Regions from separate parts of the Oryctolagus cuniculus genome. Here region 1 is linked to region 2. The links are chromatin contacts, called in public Micro-C maps. All regions are on one chromosome and are shown on one strand. The core of a region is the stretch at or near the end of the contact, and the rest is flanking DNA. Distances in the headings are between cores, read along the strand shown. Region 1 overlaps TPD52 (tumor protein D52). Region 2 holds the start of HEY1 (hes related family bHLH transcription factor with YRPW motif 1).

Evidence for each region. A called contact is a pair of places that touch in the nucleus more often than the background predicts.
Region 1: a contact with region 2 is called in a Micro-C map of ear pinna, with 5 times the contacts expected there. The contact joins the enhancer-like site here to the promoter of HEY1 in region 2. A contact is called at or near these places in 6 of 6 Hi-C or Micro-C datasets (ear pinna, embryonic fibroblasts, liver and 3 more).

What each region holds. Positions count from the first base shown.
Region 1 is chr6:105,605,301-105,610,836 of mOryCun1.1, forward strand. It overlaps TPD52 (tumor protein D52), which reads right to left. Exons shown (of 5, transcript NM_001082360.1): 5 at 5,325-5,536. Among named protein-coding and RNA genes, the nearest start is that of TPD52, 25 kb to the right of the region's middle. Within about 2 kb of position 2,886, at least 8 of the 8 cell types and tissues checked have an H3K27ac peak or open chromatin away from gene starts, as enhancers often do. A contact at or near this core is called in ear pinna, where this site is marked.
Region 2 is chr6:105,306,439-105,311,525 of mOryCun1.1, forward strand. HEY1 (hes related family bHLH transcription factor with YRPW motif 1) reads right to left here and starts at 3,536. Exons shown (of 5, transcript XM_008255689.4): 1 at 3,188-3,536; 2 at 2,997-3,072; 3 at 2,773-2,856; 4 at 2,483-2,564; 5 at 1-1,570. The coding sequence starts at 3,276. The coding sequence ends at 987.

The DNA.
Region 1 (5,536 bases), core at 1,636-4,135, 300 kb after region 2:
GTAATAATCTGGACAAGGGAGGAACTGGTCAGTGATAACAATTAAGAATCAGCAGCGCCGGGGGGGGGGGGGGGGGGTTGGTGCCAGCGCTATGGCTTAGCGAGTAAAGCCACTGCCTGGGGTGCCAGCATCCCATATGGGCGCCGGTTAGAGACCCGGCTGCTCCACTTCCAATCCAGCTCTCTGCTATGGCCTGGGAAAGCAGTGGAAGATGGCCCAAGTCCTTGGGCCCCTGCACCCACACGGGAGACCTGGAAGAAGCTCCTGGCTCCTGGCTTCAGATTGGTGCAGCTCAGGCAGTTGCGGCCAATTGGGCAGTGAACCAGTGGATGGAAGACCTCTCTCTCTCTCTCTCTCTCTCTGTAACTCTTTCAAGTAAATAAATAAATCTTAAAAAAAAAATCATAAGGGGGGAACAAGCGTTCGGCCCAGAAGTTAAGATGCTGCTTGGGGTGCCCACAGTCCACACACTGCCTGGGTTACAGTCCTAGATTTGCTCTCTATCCCAGTGTTTGGCCCAGAGGTTAAGATGCTGCTTGGGGTGCCCACAGTCCACACACTGCCTGGGTTACAGTCCTAGATTTGCTCTCTATCCCAGTTTCCTGCTAATGGGCATCCCAGGAGGCAGCACAAGAGTCGCTGCACCCAGGTAGGAGACCCAGACTGAGTTCTCAGCTCTGACTTAGGCCCAGCTGTCGCAGGCACTTGGGGATGAACCAGCAGATCAAAGATCTCTAGCTCTCTGGGCCTTTCAAATAAATAATAAATGTTAAAAAAATAAAATTCAGTAATGGGCTCCAGGTAACTTCAGGTAGAACAGAGGCTACAAACCAGCCTCCCCTGGAAATTTTCTTTTCATTAAACGAAGGTAACAGCTGAATATGCTTCATCTCCATTTAGTAGATGTTTTCTAGACCGTGATAAGGGGAGAACAACTGTTCAGGGAGACTCATGCGTCCTGAGTTGGACTGAGCATATTTGATGGATATTCTGGAACCTCTAGAAAACACCCCGGCCACCTCCTAGAAAAACTGAGCAGCCCTATTAGAGCTGTCTTGAAAAGGAAGGAGAATCCTGGGCACTCTTAAAATACCTTGGTTGTTTCCTTCATTAAACAAACATTTATCACTACTTAACATGTTGAAATTCCAAAGCATGGGAGACTTTTTGATGTGATGCAATAATTTCATTCTTGCTATAATTAACTCAGCAATTGAAATTTATTCTCTGGGAGTTTCTGAAGCTGTGTGGAATGTGGTATTATGGTGGGAGTGGGTGAAAAAAGTTGGAGAGAAACAAGGAAATTCCTTTCCTTTATAAATATTTGGAGGAAGAGCACTGAACTGTATTTATGTTTCCTACCTCACTGTGCTCAATCCTCAAAGCACTAAGCAAGAATGGATCTAAAATCCCTTAGATGTCATCAAGACAATCACAGCTATTCTGCTGAGTGACATATGCCTGCCTCCCCTCCAAACATCCATATTCTAATCCCTAGAATGTATGAATAAATTAACTTCCATGGCAGAAGGGAATTAAATTACAGGTGAAATTAAGGTTGCTAATCAGCCTAAAATGGAGAGATTATCCTGTATCACCAGGGCAGGCCCAGTGCAATTGTAAGGGACTCCCAAAGTAGAAAAGGGAGGCAGAAGAGATGTTACAGTGATGTGGTAAGAGGACTCAGCCTTGTTGCTTCCGAGTCTGAAGTCAAGGAATGGGATGGACTCAGATTGGAGCAGGAAACACAACTTTCTCAGAACCTACAGAAAGGAACTCTGTCAACATCTTGATTTTAGATCAGTGAGACATCATCAGACTTCTCATCGGCCTAGAAACAATACATTTGTGTAGTTTAAAGTCACTAAGTTTGTGGCAATTGGCTACAGAAGAAAATGGAAAATATACCAGGCTTCTTCTAATCCTGGGGTTTCAGGACAATTTAAACCACAGTAGGTACTAAAATGACCCTACGATATAGGACTCTCTCAGTCTGTGTACTGTTTGGAACTACTCTCCAGGGAGATAAACACAGAAATGGAGTCTATTTTTACGTAACCCAATTTCACATCTGTTGTATCTACTTTTAGCAAATCAAGCTTGTAGGCTTATTTTTCCCATTTTGTTTATCTAGAAATTTTAATATTTTACCAAAGTACTGGTTGAGACAAGTGGAAATTTTATTTCTTTAAAAAGGTGAAAGATTGACGGAATATATCACTTGCCAAAGATCGTGAAGACAGTAATTCTTTCATCTACCTGCTAATTAAATACTCAGGAGGTACTGTGCAGAACAGCACTGAGCGGACCCTGCAGCTCCCAACCTGAGTTCCGTCTGCCCGCGCCCGACAGGCCAGCAAAGGAGAGCGGACAGGGCCGGTCCAGCACGTGAATGCCACACAGGAGCACAAGGAGTGGAGGAAGGCCAGCAGCCACACGCTCGGCTCCCAGCAACCGGCCAGGGGGCCACCATTCGCCAACTCCACCGCCCACCCCTCTGCTCGCGGCTCCAGCCCCACGCCGTGCCCAGCCCTGCCCCACCCACCACGTCGCCGGCGTAGCCCCACCCCGAAGCCGGGCCCCGGCTTCCCGCGGCGTGAAGGCGGCTCCCGCGAGGGCTCACCAGCTTGGGCTCCGCCTTCCGCTGCAGCTCTGAGTGTCGCTCTAAGGCACTCGCAAAGCCGCCAGGACGCAGCCTGTGTGCCGTGGAGTCGGAATCGCCGCTGTCGGAGCCGCTCTCAGTGCTTGCGCCTCGAAAGGGCCGGCAGAAGAGAAAGACTCGCAAGAAATGGCTCTCGGCAGCCACGGAACGGGTCCGACACAGCGCCGCCATGACGCCTTCACCTCTGACCTTTGGCCTGGCTTCCGCAAGCGTGTGGGTCACGGGGCGGGGCGGCGAGCGGCCCGCCCACCTGCCGCGGAGCTCGGCCGGTTGTTGAAGGGCGTGCTCAGTCCGGTGCTGAGACGGAGCGCAGGGCTGAAGAAACTTGAAAGCTGAAATTGGGCCCCTTAAGCGTTGGTGGTGAGAAGTCCTCGAAGCGCCTTTAACTCGCAGGAATTTTGCCTTCTAGGTACCCGGTGGTCCTTGCCCTACGGTGTATTTTGGTAACGTGACACTTGGTGTTCTGTTTGTCCCAGAGGGCAACAAGGCTCTGCCCGCACACCTACGGGGGTCTTAGCCCAAATAGGAGGGTCTGCTTTACTGCTGTTTACTTTCGGACCCCCCCCCCCCCGCACACACACGCCATCCGGCTTCTCTGCTCTCTTCCATGTTACTTCGTGATACGTCCTACGGCTGGTCTGAAATGCTCGCCCAACTTTGTAAACTCCTTAAGGGCAAGGACTTTGCTTTTCTTGGACCCTTGACACCAGGCTCAGTAAACACCTGTGAAACCCCGGACCCAAGTTTGTCCTTTGCCACTTCTACATCCAGTTCAGCCATGTTTCAGAAATTGTGTTGAGCCATCTGGTCACCGCTCGGTAGCTACTATCCCTGCTCTAAGGGAGTTGGGGGATCTCGGAACATGCCTGGACACTGTACCATCACAGACCCCACTTTTCAGCCTTCTCCCTTTTTTTCTCCCAGTGTTTATTCCCAGAATGTGCCCACCCCCTTCAAATCCAAACTTGAGGGAGTGTTTTTCTTTTTTCTTAAGATTTATTTGAACGGCAGAGTTAGATCTTCCATCTGCTGATTTATTTCCCAAATAACCAGGCGCGATAGCAGGGAGCTGGATAGTAAGTGGAGCAGCCCAGATTCAAACCTGTGCTCCCATTAAAGATTCTAGCACTGCAGGCCTCGGCTTAACTGGGGTTGCCACAAGGCCAGCCCCATACGCCTTACACTGCATCTTCTCTGGCCCATGCAGAAAGTAGTCACTTAGTTAATGCCTCTTGGTAGCCAGTGTGTAGCAGTTTTGTTTTGTTTAAAGATCTATTTATTTGAGAGGCAGAGAGAGAGAAGGGGGGTGGGGTCTTCTCTCTGCTGGTTCACTCCCCAGATAGCCCCAACAGCCGGAGCTGCGCTGATTCAAAGTCAGGAGCCAAGAGTTTCTTCTGGGTCTCCCACGAGGGTGCAGGGGCCCAAGGACTTGGGCCATCTTTTACTGCTTTCCCAGGCCTAGCAGAGAGCTGGATCGGAAGTAGAACAGCTGGGACTCGAACCGGCGCCGGCTATGCCACAGCGCTGGCCCCAAAAGTTTTGATTCAGTAAAGCTGCTTCGGGTTCTTTACCAATCCAGGAGATGAAGGGTTTAGAGAGAAGCTGAAGAACGAAACTGCTTGCCCCTTTCCTCCACAGACATGTATACAAAAGAACCCATACCCAAATTATAGAATTTTTATTGTTTTCAGGTACTATGCAAAGAAAAAAAATACAGTTGTATATCTTAACAGATCCAAAAACAAGTATTTTTTTCTCTATTTCCAAAGTTACTTTGTTGTTAAGGTGATAATCCAACTGAGTTCTCCTCCATCGATTACTTTGTTCTCATAAGCACAGTATTTCTTGCTTAATTTTTCACCAACTCCATAAATTAAGAACATTCCTTTTTGTAAGAAGAGATTTTCTTCACGCATATTTTCCTTCCATTAAACTTCTCAAGTATCTGGTATTTGACTCATTGTTTTCTTGTATTGTTAACTGCAACACAATAGAGTAACCAATCAATACCTCTTTCAAATATTCCTATCAATTACTATGTTCTAAATTTCTAAATATCTGTGAATTCACAGTATTGGATATGCCACTAAGGCCATTTTGAATAATGTATTTTTCTAAATTCATTCTTTTTACTACTTTTTTAGGAGGCAGAGCACAGTAAAATTGAGGTTAAGTATAGGTAGATGTCTAGAAAAGTAACTCCAATTTCTTTCATAACCATCCCACTTCCTACTCCAACTCTCTCATTTTTCCCCAGATAGGCAGTAAAGAGATTTGAGGATATTTCACTCAACTGAAGAAATTTCCATCTTACTCCATTTTGCCTTGTTGGAAACACAGTAACAGCAGACAAGGACACCCAAAAAATAATGTGATAAAAAGATGTTGGAATAAAAAAATTAAAGACTAATTGGTAGAAAAAATAATTTAACAGTTATAGTAAGTAATCAAAATGTTTCTGTTAAACAGACCAATTTCTACAGATCTCCTCTAAGACAATGTTTCAGCAGCTTTTGCTGCAAAGCCTCTGCTTAGAATGTGATTTAAACTGGATGGTTAAGAAAAAAAATTTTAAGTATAAACACCAGCTGATTTTTTAAGTATAAAATACAACAAGTTGTTTGCAGACCACTGGTCTCATAATAAATATTGAGACCTATACTACTGATATACAGAATTTATTAAGCTTTTTACATGTCAGAGAGCATAGTTTAAGATGCATCCAAAGTGCTAACAAAGTTCCAGCAGTCAGAAATGATAACATGGTATTACATGACAATCAACACTGTAGCATTTCCAATTTGGTTTTCACAAGATAATTTACCCTGAAATAAATCTAGTCATGCTTTAAAAAAAGAATGCTTTAGGTCACTC
Region 2 (5,087 bases), core at 2,286-4,785:
AAAACACAAGACAAAAATTTCCAGTTGAAAGAAAATACGGCAGTTCCAGGAGAATTAGGTTATAGGTTTAAAAGGCTCCACTGCTGTTCAGCTGACCACGTGCACACCAGGATCCCTTAGCCATGTTGACATCTGCGAATTTGAGAGCCGTGGGATTAAAAATTCATTGCATTGCTTGGGGCTGGCAACACCGTCTTATTCTAGGCAGCTAGCTTCCTCCTCCTCCCCAGCAACACTCGGAATGCAGACCTCACCTACCAGTGGCTCTCTCTCACCTCAGCCAGAGCTGCAAGAGTCCCGGCAGATATTAGTAGCGGGTCACATGGCTCCCGGGCCACGGAGAGCCTGCATATTCACCTCACTGCTACGGGAGGGCCCAAAGCAACTAGTCTTCATTCTTGGATAAAGCTGTCATCTGATTTGTCAACGCTTTGTTCAGAAATATAAAATTCAATATACTCCCCTCCCCCACACAAAAAGAATATTATTTATACAACACCTTCATCCGTCAAAATAGTCACAAACAGAAATCATGTTAACATTGAGATCAAGATTTGGAAAGTTAATTCTAAAGACAGACCATAACTATACAAGGAGTAAAAAACAGACCCAAAATACTAAATGTTAAGGTTCCCAAAACTTTTGAGGCTAAAAACGGAATCATTCATAGACAGACAGGTGTACAAGGTAAATTAGGCACAGGACAAACCTACCACATAGTGTTAACTTACACTATTTGAATTTAATATTTTAAACAATATTTAACAACTAGGTTTTCAAAACTGCTAAAACATGGCATGATAGAAAAAAATTAAGAAGAAAAAAGTAAACCAACAAACGTTTAGTCTTTAAAAAAAAGTTTCATGTGAAAGTGTACCTTCTTCCTTTTTACCTCTACAGACGCCTGTAAGGTGGTGTTGGCAACAGCCCAGCTCAGCTGGGGTCTTTTTAAGCTTCCCCCTCCCTCATTCTACAGCATCAGTCCTTTAGAAGGCTCCAATCTCTGTCCCCCAGGGTCTATAGGGCTTGCCAAGGTTTGCTGCCTGCGTGGGTGCCGAAGGGCTCAGTGCATTGGGAGAGAGCAAGTGGAAGGAGCCGAAGGAGAAGGGGAAAGCCGACAGGGAGGCCACCGAGGAGAGCAGAGGTGGTGAGAGTTTGGAGGCCGAGGTGACCACGGGGAGCACCGGTCCAAGACCACCGCTAGGGGGCGCTCGCAAAGCGGGCGCCTCTGGATGCGCCGCGGGCACCCGGCCCTGGTGGTGTGGTTCCGTGGGCGAGGCCGCGGCGGCCGTGTTCCCGTGGCCGTTCTGGGGCAACAAGAGCGGGTGCGCGATGTGCGGGTGGTGTCCAAGGGCGCTCCCCCAGGGCATGTGTCCGAGGCCGGCGTGGGCGCCGCTCGCGGCTTCGCGCTGCGAGGCGTAGTTGTTGAGATGCGAGACCAGCCGCACGCGGAGCGGGTCGGAGGCATCCAGTCCCTCGATGATGCTCAGGTAGCGGGCGACTTCGGCCAGGCATTCCCGAAACCCCAAACTCCGATAGTCCATGGCCAGAGCGTGCGCGTCGAAATAGCCTGAAGAGCAGAACAAAAGAATGACCTCAGGACTTTTGGCTCATTTCCCCTCATTTCTTCCGCCCCTGGCAGCCCTTCCAGGCAAATAACCTCACAGGCCTCCAGCCGGGGCAATCATGGGTTCGGAAAGTCCACATATTTTTTTTTCCAAGTCGGCCAAAATCTTTGCATCAATCAACATGAGCAGAATGTGCTTGCTAATGCAAGTTCAAAGCCCAGTAAGAAGCTGCCCGGCAGAAATTGGAATTATACCCTACCAGCAGATGAAACTCTGTTCATTCCTTTAATGTTTTCCCTCAACAACAACAAAAAATACATCAAGGACAGAGAAACCACAGAGCAGTGAAATTCATTAGACACACAGATGTAAGTTATCATCGCGGGGCTTTCAGGCCCCGGGTCCCCAGCTAAGCATTTTCCGGCTGGAGACAGACTCACAGACGTCCGCCTCCTACCTTCTGTTGGGGCTTCTCCACGGAACCACAACAGGTTTTTCTTCGAGTCATGTGGCACCTCCTTTCTTTATAAAAATGCTGTTTATGAAATCAAGACCACATACTTAAAAAAAAAAGCTTTTTATTTTATTTTTCCCCTTCAAAATGGCAGGAGCCAATGTGAGAACTCCCTGGCTGGAATCAGGGCTGCCCCAACTTCAGGGGACTTCGGGAATAACAGGCATTGTCCAAAAAGATGCATTTGCTCAATCTGCAGAGGGTGCGGGCGATGAAGTCACTGGAGGAAATGTTGCTGTGCGTTTGAAAATGTACCATCAGGCGAGTGCACGCACCGTTCAGAAATGAGAGACACCAGGCGGTGACTGCGCCGGTCTGGTCCGCTGCTGCCGCTGCTCTCTGCACCCCCATAGTCGGGAGCCCCCCACCCCGCCCCGCCAGGAAATACGGAGCCATATACCTTTCCCTCCCGCAGTGTGCAGCATTTTCAGATGATCCACCGTCATCTGCAGGATCTCGGCTTTCTCTAGCTTAGCGGAGCCCTGGAGAAGAGAACAGCAAGATTGCTGGGCCTATGAGAACTTAACGCACGGACACACAGAAACCGTCAAGCGTAGACCCAAGGAAACAACGCGTCTAAAATGCGTGGGAACCGCCGCAGGACTTCAGCCGCGGCTCCCCTCCGAGGCTCGGGGGCAGCGGGTTCGGAAGGCGCGCGCAACTCGGAGCTCGCCCTTCTCCCTCCATTACCTGCTTCTCAAAGGCGCTGGGTACCAGCCTCCTCAGCTCGGACAAACTGTTATTGATCCGGTCTCGTCGGCGCTTCTCAATGATCTGCAGAAAGCAGGCACAACAAAGGAGGACATTGCCACTACTGCTGGACACCCCGCAGGGAAGAAACGGTGGTCCTCCCCGTTAATGCGTAACCAAGATAGTCACAACAGTAAGTAAATAAGGATTATCCAGAGACTCACGCCTCTCCGACGTTTCCTGGCCAAGATCTGGGAAGATGTGGTTGGAGACATGGAACCCAGAGCCGAACTCAAGTTTCTAAGGGCAGAGAGAGAGAGACAAGGGGCAGGGGAGGCCCCGTTCAGCGAGGGGAGGGGACCCGCGAGGTCTCCCCCGCGCCCTGCCCGGCCGCTCGCTGTCACCGCGGACTCACCCATTCTCGTCCGCACTCTCCTTCTCCACCTCTACGGTCTCGTCCAGCTCGCTATCCGACGAGCTGTACTCGGGGTGAGCGCGCTTCATGCTGCGGCAGCTCCGGGGCTCCTGGGGAGGGTCGGCGCGGCGGGCAGGGAGTTCACCACGGCGGCGCCTCTCCGCGCTCGGCTGCTCGCGCCCGCCACACACTGATCCCGCTCGCGCTCTGCCTCGGGTTAAAACTCAACCATCCCTTTCCCACGCTGAGCCCCTTCCCAGGGCCCTGGGGAGGGCGGGCGAGGAGGCGGAGGGGCGGGGCGGCGGCTGCCGGGCAACAGCTTCACCCCCACCACCACCACCCCCGCCACGGCCAATCCGACTCCTCGCCCCGCTGATTGGCAGCCGCCAGGGCAGGGGGGCGGAGCGAGGCGGAGGGCGAGGGCGGGCCGCGCCCCCGGCGGCGGTGCGTCGGCTCCGCGGGGGCTCCGCAGTAGGGGGGTGACGGAGGAGGCGCAGGCGGCGGTGGGCCGGCGGCGGGGAGGCGCTGGGGGCCGGGCCGGGACACCAGCCCGCCGGCGGCCGCTGCCCCGCCCCGCCCCGCGCGCCCCGATTGGCCTGGCCGCGCGCCAGAGCCGCGCCTGCAGCGCCGCCGCTGAGCCGCACGCGCCGCGGGCCGTGGGAAAGTGCCGGCGCCGCGGCCGCCAGCCAATCCGGGCGGACGGCGACGGCGGCCGCGCTGGCGGCGGCGGCGGCGGCGCTGGGCGTCCGCATGAATGGAGAAGAATGGGCAGGCGGAGGAGCGGGGCCGCGCGATGGCGCGCAGGCCGGAGCTGGGCGGCCGGCCGCGGGCTGGGCCCCCCGTGTGAACCTGTAATCGGAGCCCGGGCGCCGGCCGGCCCCGGAAACCGCCGCCCAGCGACGCCGTAAATCTCGGCTGCGTGGCCGCCTGTGTCCGGCGACCGGAGGGCGCGCGCCGCTGGCGGGGCCGCAGCTGGTGCACCTGGCCCGGCCGCGCGCCGGCCGCTCGGGGCAGCCAAGCCGGGAAGCGGGGAGAGGGCCGCCCAGGCGCCGGGCGCGCCCGCGGTGGCCGCCGTCCCAGGGGCCGGCCGCTTGGAGGGGCAGGACTTGGGTTGAGGGATGTCCTTTTTCGGGGTTGGGGCCCTTGGCCTCGCGGGGAGCCAGACGCCTCCGGGATGGAGTGAATTCCCCGGTGCTTGTAATTTCCGGGGCAATGGAGCGCTTGTTTTCTGGGCTGAAAGCGAGGGAGTGGGGGATCCTTGGGGATATTCATTATGTTTTTGTTTTTTTTTTTTTTCTTTTCTTTTCCCCAGGCGTCGGCGGCTAGATCCTTTCCGCGGGCGACAGGGTGGCGGGTTGGGCGTTTATTTCTGGGCCCCGCCTCGCTGCGGGAGAGCACGAGCAGCCCTTCTGCTCTGGCCTGGCTGTGCGGTGGCGCCTATTAGGAGCTACGTGAGGTCCCACGAGACCCTCCCCCCAAGGAGGACAGATTTAAAAAAAAAAAAAATATACGGTTTTACATCCCCAGATCCATTCCTAATGCCAGGTTTTGTAGAAATGGGCAGGAGGGTTACTGTGAATTTGAAAACCCGGTCGTCTCTGTCCCTTATGGTGGCTAAATGCACGCATGGGCTTGCAGCCGGCTCTGTGAAATAAAGCTATAGGGACGTGGTTGAGAGTGCCAGAGGAATGTGCTCCCCTTGGCAAGTAGCTTTTCCTATGCTGGACCGCGTCCGTGTTTTCAGTGCCGCCCTGAAACACCTGGTCACCACGCTGGGCGACCTGAACCTCATTCCCTGGTTCCTGTCTCAGCACCTCCTCACCCCCAACCCCTCCACACGTTCTGCAGCCTCCTAGATCCCACTAAAGCGCTTACAGCACTCACCTCTGGCCCCTCGGCC